2 separate regions of the Sus scrofa genome follow, and region 1 is linked to region 2. A link is a contact called in public Hi-C data. All regions are on one chromosome and are shown on one strand. Each heading gives the region's core, a stretch centred on a gene start, on an enhancer-like site or on the middle of the called end of the contact. The rest is flanking DNA. Distances are from core to core; before and after follow the strand shown.

What was found. Hi-C and Micro-C count contacts between places; a contact is called where the count stands out from the background.
Region 1: a contact with region 2 is called in a Hi-C map of epiblast stem cells, with 2.4 times the contacts expected there. The contact joins the promoter of ARHGAP4 here to the promoter of L1CAM in region 2. A contact is called at or near these places in 2 of 47 Hi-C or Micro-C datasets (embryonic fibroblasts and epiblast stem cells) and 1 of 2 datasets of contacts at active chromatin or transcription factors (skeletal muscle).

What each region holds. Positions count from the first base shown.
Region 1 is chrX:124,654,013-124,656,712 of Sscrofa11.1, reverse strand. It overlaps ARHGAP4 (rho GTPase-activating protein 4), which reads left to right and starts at 1,401. Exons shown (of 23, transcript XM_003135484.5): 1 at 1,401-1,562. The coding sequence starts at 1,496.
Region 2 is chrX:124,616,848-124,619,547 of Sscrofa11.1, reverse strand. L1CAM (neural cell adhesion molecule L1) reads left to right here and starts at 1,256. Exons shown (of 30, transcript XM_003135494.5): 1 at 1,256-1,355.

The DNA of each region.
Region 1 (2,700 bases), core at 152-2,651, 37 kb before region 2:
AGTCCAGTTGAGCAGCAGTTTCCAGTGGGCTTGAGCCTGGTGCCTGGCTCTGCTGGATGGGGGAGGGTCCAGCCAGTGCTCAGATGGGGGGGAGGGGGCGAGGTGTGTTGGGGCTAGCTGATGAGGGGCATGGGTCCCTGCTGGCCTCAGAGCAGCTTCCAGGCCTTTTGGCCCGGGCCCCGTAGGCACACTGCACCTCAGAGAAGGGCCTTGGTTCTGGAGGTGGGGGGCAGGGAGCTGAGGAGCCAAGAGAATTGCCCACAGTCCAAAGCCAAGAAGTACCTTCACAGAGTCCCCTCCTTCCCAGAGCTGCAGGTCAGGGTCACGTGTGCCCACATTTGTACAGAGCTCAACCTTGACATCCGTGCACACACTCCTGGATCCCTTGCACTAGTGCCTACAAGCCTGCCTTCCCCAGGCACAATCCCGGAGCCTAACTGCCTTCACCTCTTTCACCAGCGACAATACCCCAGGGATGTCCCTCCCACCCAACCGAAGATGGCTGGCTGTCAAATCTGGCTTGTCACCTGCTGCATGCACCCTGCCGTCTCAGTATACTGGAGAAAAACTGTAGTCCTGTGACTTCCAGTTGGTAGAGAGGGGTGAGGGGAAACTCCAGTGCCCCTGGATTAGAGAGGCTCCCAGATACCCCCCCCCCCCGCCAGGCTCAGTAAGGCCTTGCTCTGAGGGGGAAGGAAGAGGGCGGCCCCTCCCCAGCCCCCCAGGCCTAGGACAGAGCAGGTGCAAAGCTGCCGGGGAAGGGAGGCAGAAGAGTCTCTTCCGGCAGCAGGAAGTGGTAACCACCTATGGGGAAACAGGCTCGTTCCTCCCTACAGGGCTGAGCAGAAGGGGAACCTCAGCTCAGCCCTGCTGTCTGCCCCCCACCCCCACCACACGGGGGGCCTCCAGAGGACACCCCTTCTGTTTTCTGCTGCCGACCGACCTCCCTTCCCACCTGGCTCTCCAGGCTCCTTGTGCTTATCGCTTGGGGCTGTGACTTGGGAAGGATGGGACCCCATCTCATGTCCCGGGGGCCGGAGGGAAGCAGATGACCCAGGGGAGCCCACGGCCTGGGGCGGCTATGCTGTCCTGTCCCCTGGCATTGAGGGCCAATGGCCATGATGTGAAGGGCGCTGTCTGGCGGTGGTGATCAGACAGCCTTCTGGAGGTTGGGGGGAAGATGGCACCTGGGGGCTCTCACACCGGCCCTGGCTGCTTGGGCACAAGGCCGCCCCGGTGGTGCGCGGGCCACGAGGCCCGGCCACAGTGGGAACTCCTTCCCCCCACCCCCACGCTCAGCCCCCTCCCGGGCAGGGCAGCGGGTGGCGGCAGTGCCAGGCCTGGGCCGCCCCGCCCCCCCAGCCACGCGGGGGGAGGGACGGGGCGGGGCGGGGCCCGCGCAGGGTGCTGGCTGCTGGGCCCCAGGTCCCAGCGCCGGGCCCGCTCACGGCCGCGTGGGAAGAGCGGGGCTCGACGGCGCGGCCGCCGGGCGGCCATGGCCACGCACGGGAAGCTGCGCCGGGAGCGAGGGCCGCAGGCCGAGTATGAGGCGCAAGTCAAAGGTGAGAGGGCGCTGGGCGCGCCCGGCCTGGCCCCTGAGGAGGTGTTCTTGGGGGAGCCGGAAAAGTCCCCCAGAGGGGCTGGGGGAAGGAACCGAGCCGCCCGCCCGCCTGCCTCTCCACGGCCGCCTGCAGTTTCCCCTGCCTCCCTCGCCCCTTCTCTCCCTCCCTGCGTGCGCGGTGGCTCTGCCCTCCCCGCTTCTCCCTGCACCTCACCTAAGGAGCCCAAGGAGGGAAGGGGACACCCACCGGGTGCACCAAGGTGCTGCCCAGAGCGTGCCTCTCTAGCCTCGGGGAAGCCGAATACCTTGGCTTTGCTGGGGCGGGAGTGGGTGGGTAAGGGCGTCCTGATGGCTTTGCCCTCAAACCGCTCCATTCCCTGTAGCCCCGTCCCTCTGCCCTCCCCCTGGGCACCGAGGTGACTGCCTCAGCGTTTGAAGGCCACTGTGTCGGGGTCAAGCCAGGGCCGGGAATCTGGGCCTGAGAGACTTTCGGCCTCCTGGAGAGTAGCCCTCCTTGGGTTCTGATAAACACTCTGTCGCATCGCATGCAAATCAGCTTCTGCGGGTCTTATTCAGGGCGTGGTGACTCATACAAAGGGAAGAAGGCAGCAGCCAAGCACCAGCAGTTTGAGGCCCTAAAGTTTTCTGGTGTCTTCAGACGCACGACCTCCTGTATCACCCCTGAGTGGCTCAGTTTTACCAAGGAAGGAAATCGAAGCTCAGAGAGGAGCAGTGACTTGCTTGGGGTCACACAGCCCTGTAGTTCACAGGAGGTAGAGTCAAATGATCCCTGCGTTTCCTTCCAGTCCGCAGATGCAGGTTCCAACGTGATTGTCCAATGAAAGCAATTTACACCAAAATATGCTCCAGTCCTCCCCGGAGGGGACTTTGAGCAGGGCGAGCCAGCTCTCCAAGCCTTGCCTGCACCATTTCTCAGCTGGAGAGAGTGACCCCCAGCCTGCACCCCCCAAATGTCATGAGGCCGAAGGACTTGGGAGACTCTTCAGTCAGTAGATACGGGGCTGTTCATTCACACTGCAAAACTGGGGGCTTGGGCGAGGCTGTCCTTTAAGATGCTCCTTGCCTGCTCTGGATGTCTGGTGATTTTAGCTTCTGTTCCCTGTTCCCCTGCCCCCCAC
Region 2 (2,700 bases), core at 7-2,506:
CTCCACAGCCCTCTGCCTTTGGGAGGAGCCTGCTCTCCGCCGTTGCTCCTTCTAAAGACACCCAGACCTTCCCCAGGGCAGGTGGAGCCACCCCAAACCTCCCCTTCCCGCAGAAAGGGCAGCTGGGGGGATGGGGGTGGGCGGATGGGCGGGGACTCCAGGTCCCCTCCCACGCGGGCCCCCTGCAGAGCTCGGAGGGTCTCCGGAGGCTGAGTGGAGGGCCCATATGCTTCACTGGGCAACAGGCATGCCCATAAAAATCCCGTGGCCACCAGGGCTGTAATCTGCCATCTGGGCCCTAGGCCTTCCTTGCCCTGCGGCCAGGCTCGGCTCACTCCGGAATGGCTGTGCCCTCCGCGTGGCCTCGTTGGTCAAGGCCACGAGCCTGGGGGTGGAGGCGGGGGGGTGCGCTGGGGAGGATATCCTTCCCCAGGCTTTCCGGTGCTGGAGGATGTGGGGCCACCAGGAAAGGTCGGAAGGGGGCCAATCCCCTAGACAAAGAAATAAGACGCCCGGAAAACTGGCGGAGAGTCGGGGCAAGGTGGGCACGGGAGATGGCAGCTCGAGGGGCGCCCTCTCAACACGTCCTCGGCACCCCGGCAGCCCCCACCCCCGGCTCTGGGCTGCGCTGGAGCCCGCGCCCCTCTGCCCCTCCCCAGCGGGCTGATAACTGAGATCCAGGTCCGCGCGCCCCTCCCGCCTAGGATGAGGAGGGTCGGAGGGGGGGAGCCCAGAGACTCCGGAATCCTGCCTTGGGCGCGCGCGGGGGCGGGGGGGGGGGCACGTCCAAACATCCCACGACCAGGGACCAGGGCGCGGCCAAGATCGCATTGCGTGTGGGTGCCGGTCGCTCGCCAGCGCCCTCGAGGGCCGGCTGGCGGCTGGGGGTCCTGTCTCCCCACCCGACTCCACCCCGCCGCCCAGCACCGCGCCCCGGGGGCACCCCAGCCGAGCGCGTCTGCCCCGGGCCCCCACTGCGGCGCGGGTGCTCTCGTGCGGGGCACTGCGGGGCCGGGGAGGGGGGCGCCCACTGAGCTCCCGGAGGAGGTCACCGGGGTTCCCGGGCCGCACCCGGCTCGGCAGCCCCGCTCGGCGGCGCGGCCGGGCGCGGCGGGGCGCGGCGGGGCGGGGCGGGCGGCCGGGGAGGTGATCTCACTCCCCCTCCCCCGCCTCCCCTGCGCTCCCTCCCCCTCCCCCTTCCCCCCTCCCCCGCGCGCAAGCCCGCCCGCCCCGCCCCGCCCCCGCCCCGCCGCCGCGGCCGCCGCGCATCAGCATCGCAGACGCGCCGGGCGGCGGGTCCGAGGCCGGCGTGTGCGGAGGCTGGGCGGGCAGCCCGAGCGGCGGCCGCAGCGCAGGTAAGGCGGGCAGACCTGCCCTCGCGCCCGGGCCCCCGGCTGCAGCGCCGCGAGCCTCCCGTCCCAGCCCTGCCCCGGGGGCGAGGCCGGGGAGCTCCACCCGGACCACCCCGGGACCACGGGCGGAGCGGCCAGAGCCCCACCCAGGCCCGGGCCCCCAGCTCCAGGCCCCGAGGACCGCAGCCGGGCCGGGAAGGGAGGCCGGGGGCTGAAGCCCGACAGGTGAAGGGTACCTGGGCGGCGCCCCAAATGCCGACCCGGGGAGGGCTGCTCCGGGGGGGAGCCGGGCAGGGTCTGTACGGGGTGGTGGGGGCTGAAGTTGGCACGTCCCTCCGGCTGGGTGCGTGGGGGGGGGGCGCGATGGACCCAATTCACACCCCCCCGCCCCCCCCACCCCGACCATCCTCGGCCATCGTGGGGTGTGGCCCTGGGCGTGGCTGCCCCTCTTCCCCAGTGGAGGGCCGCCCCGTTTGGCTGAAAATCCAGCTGCCTGCGTGGTCGAGGGGTGACGGGGTTAAGCCACCCCTGCAGTGGGGGGGAGGGGAGACAGTTGGGCTGGGCACTGCCTGGCCCTCCGCCCCAAGGTGGGAGGGGGGGCTTTGTTCTCTTCCTTCTTGCAAAACCCCAGCCTGGACTCCTGGGGGCTTCCCTCCAGCCTGCGCCAAGACCAGGGTCTCCTGCCCTGGAGGTGAAGGGTGCGTCTGGAGCCTCAGTTCCTGCAGGCTCTGATGACCAAGAAAGGGTGCACTGGGTGAGGGTGGCCTGGGAACCCACCAGTGGGCATCTGTGCACATGGGGGTAGGATGTGGGTCCATCAGGTAGGGGGAGGGAGGGCCTCAGGGGCTGGGGTCCTGCAGGTCTTTGACCTACTGCCCAGTCTTCCTTGGCTGTTGGGTTATGGGAGGAGTCCGAGTTTCCCGTTCCTCCCTGCCTAGGGCAGATTTTGGGGGGGTTCTTGGTTGGCAGGGGCTGCAAAGAGCCTAGTACAACCTGCTGCCCCCTACAGGGTATCGGGAACCCTGCCCATCACTGCCCGTCTCAGGGAGACAGGCCCAGCACCATCTGCCCCCCCTCCCAAGAAATGGGACGCCCGCCACCCCCTCCAGGTAGATGCCCTGCTTCCAGTTCACTCCATCCAGCGGGCTGGGGCTTCTGGACCGCCCCTGTTATCTCTGCTGACTCACGTGGCCCTGACGGTGGCTGCGTACGAGCCAGTCAGCCTTTCTTCCCGTGAGCTGCTGCCTAGCCCCATCTTTCTTGTCCCCTGTGGGGTGGCAGGGCCAGAGAGTGGCCTCTCGCCTCTGATCAGCTCCTTGCTGCCGGCCATGGGGCTCAGCCTGGCCCC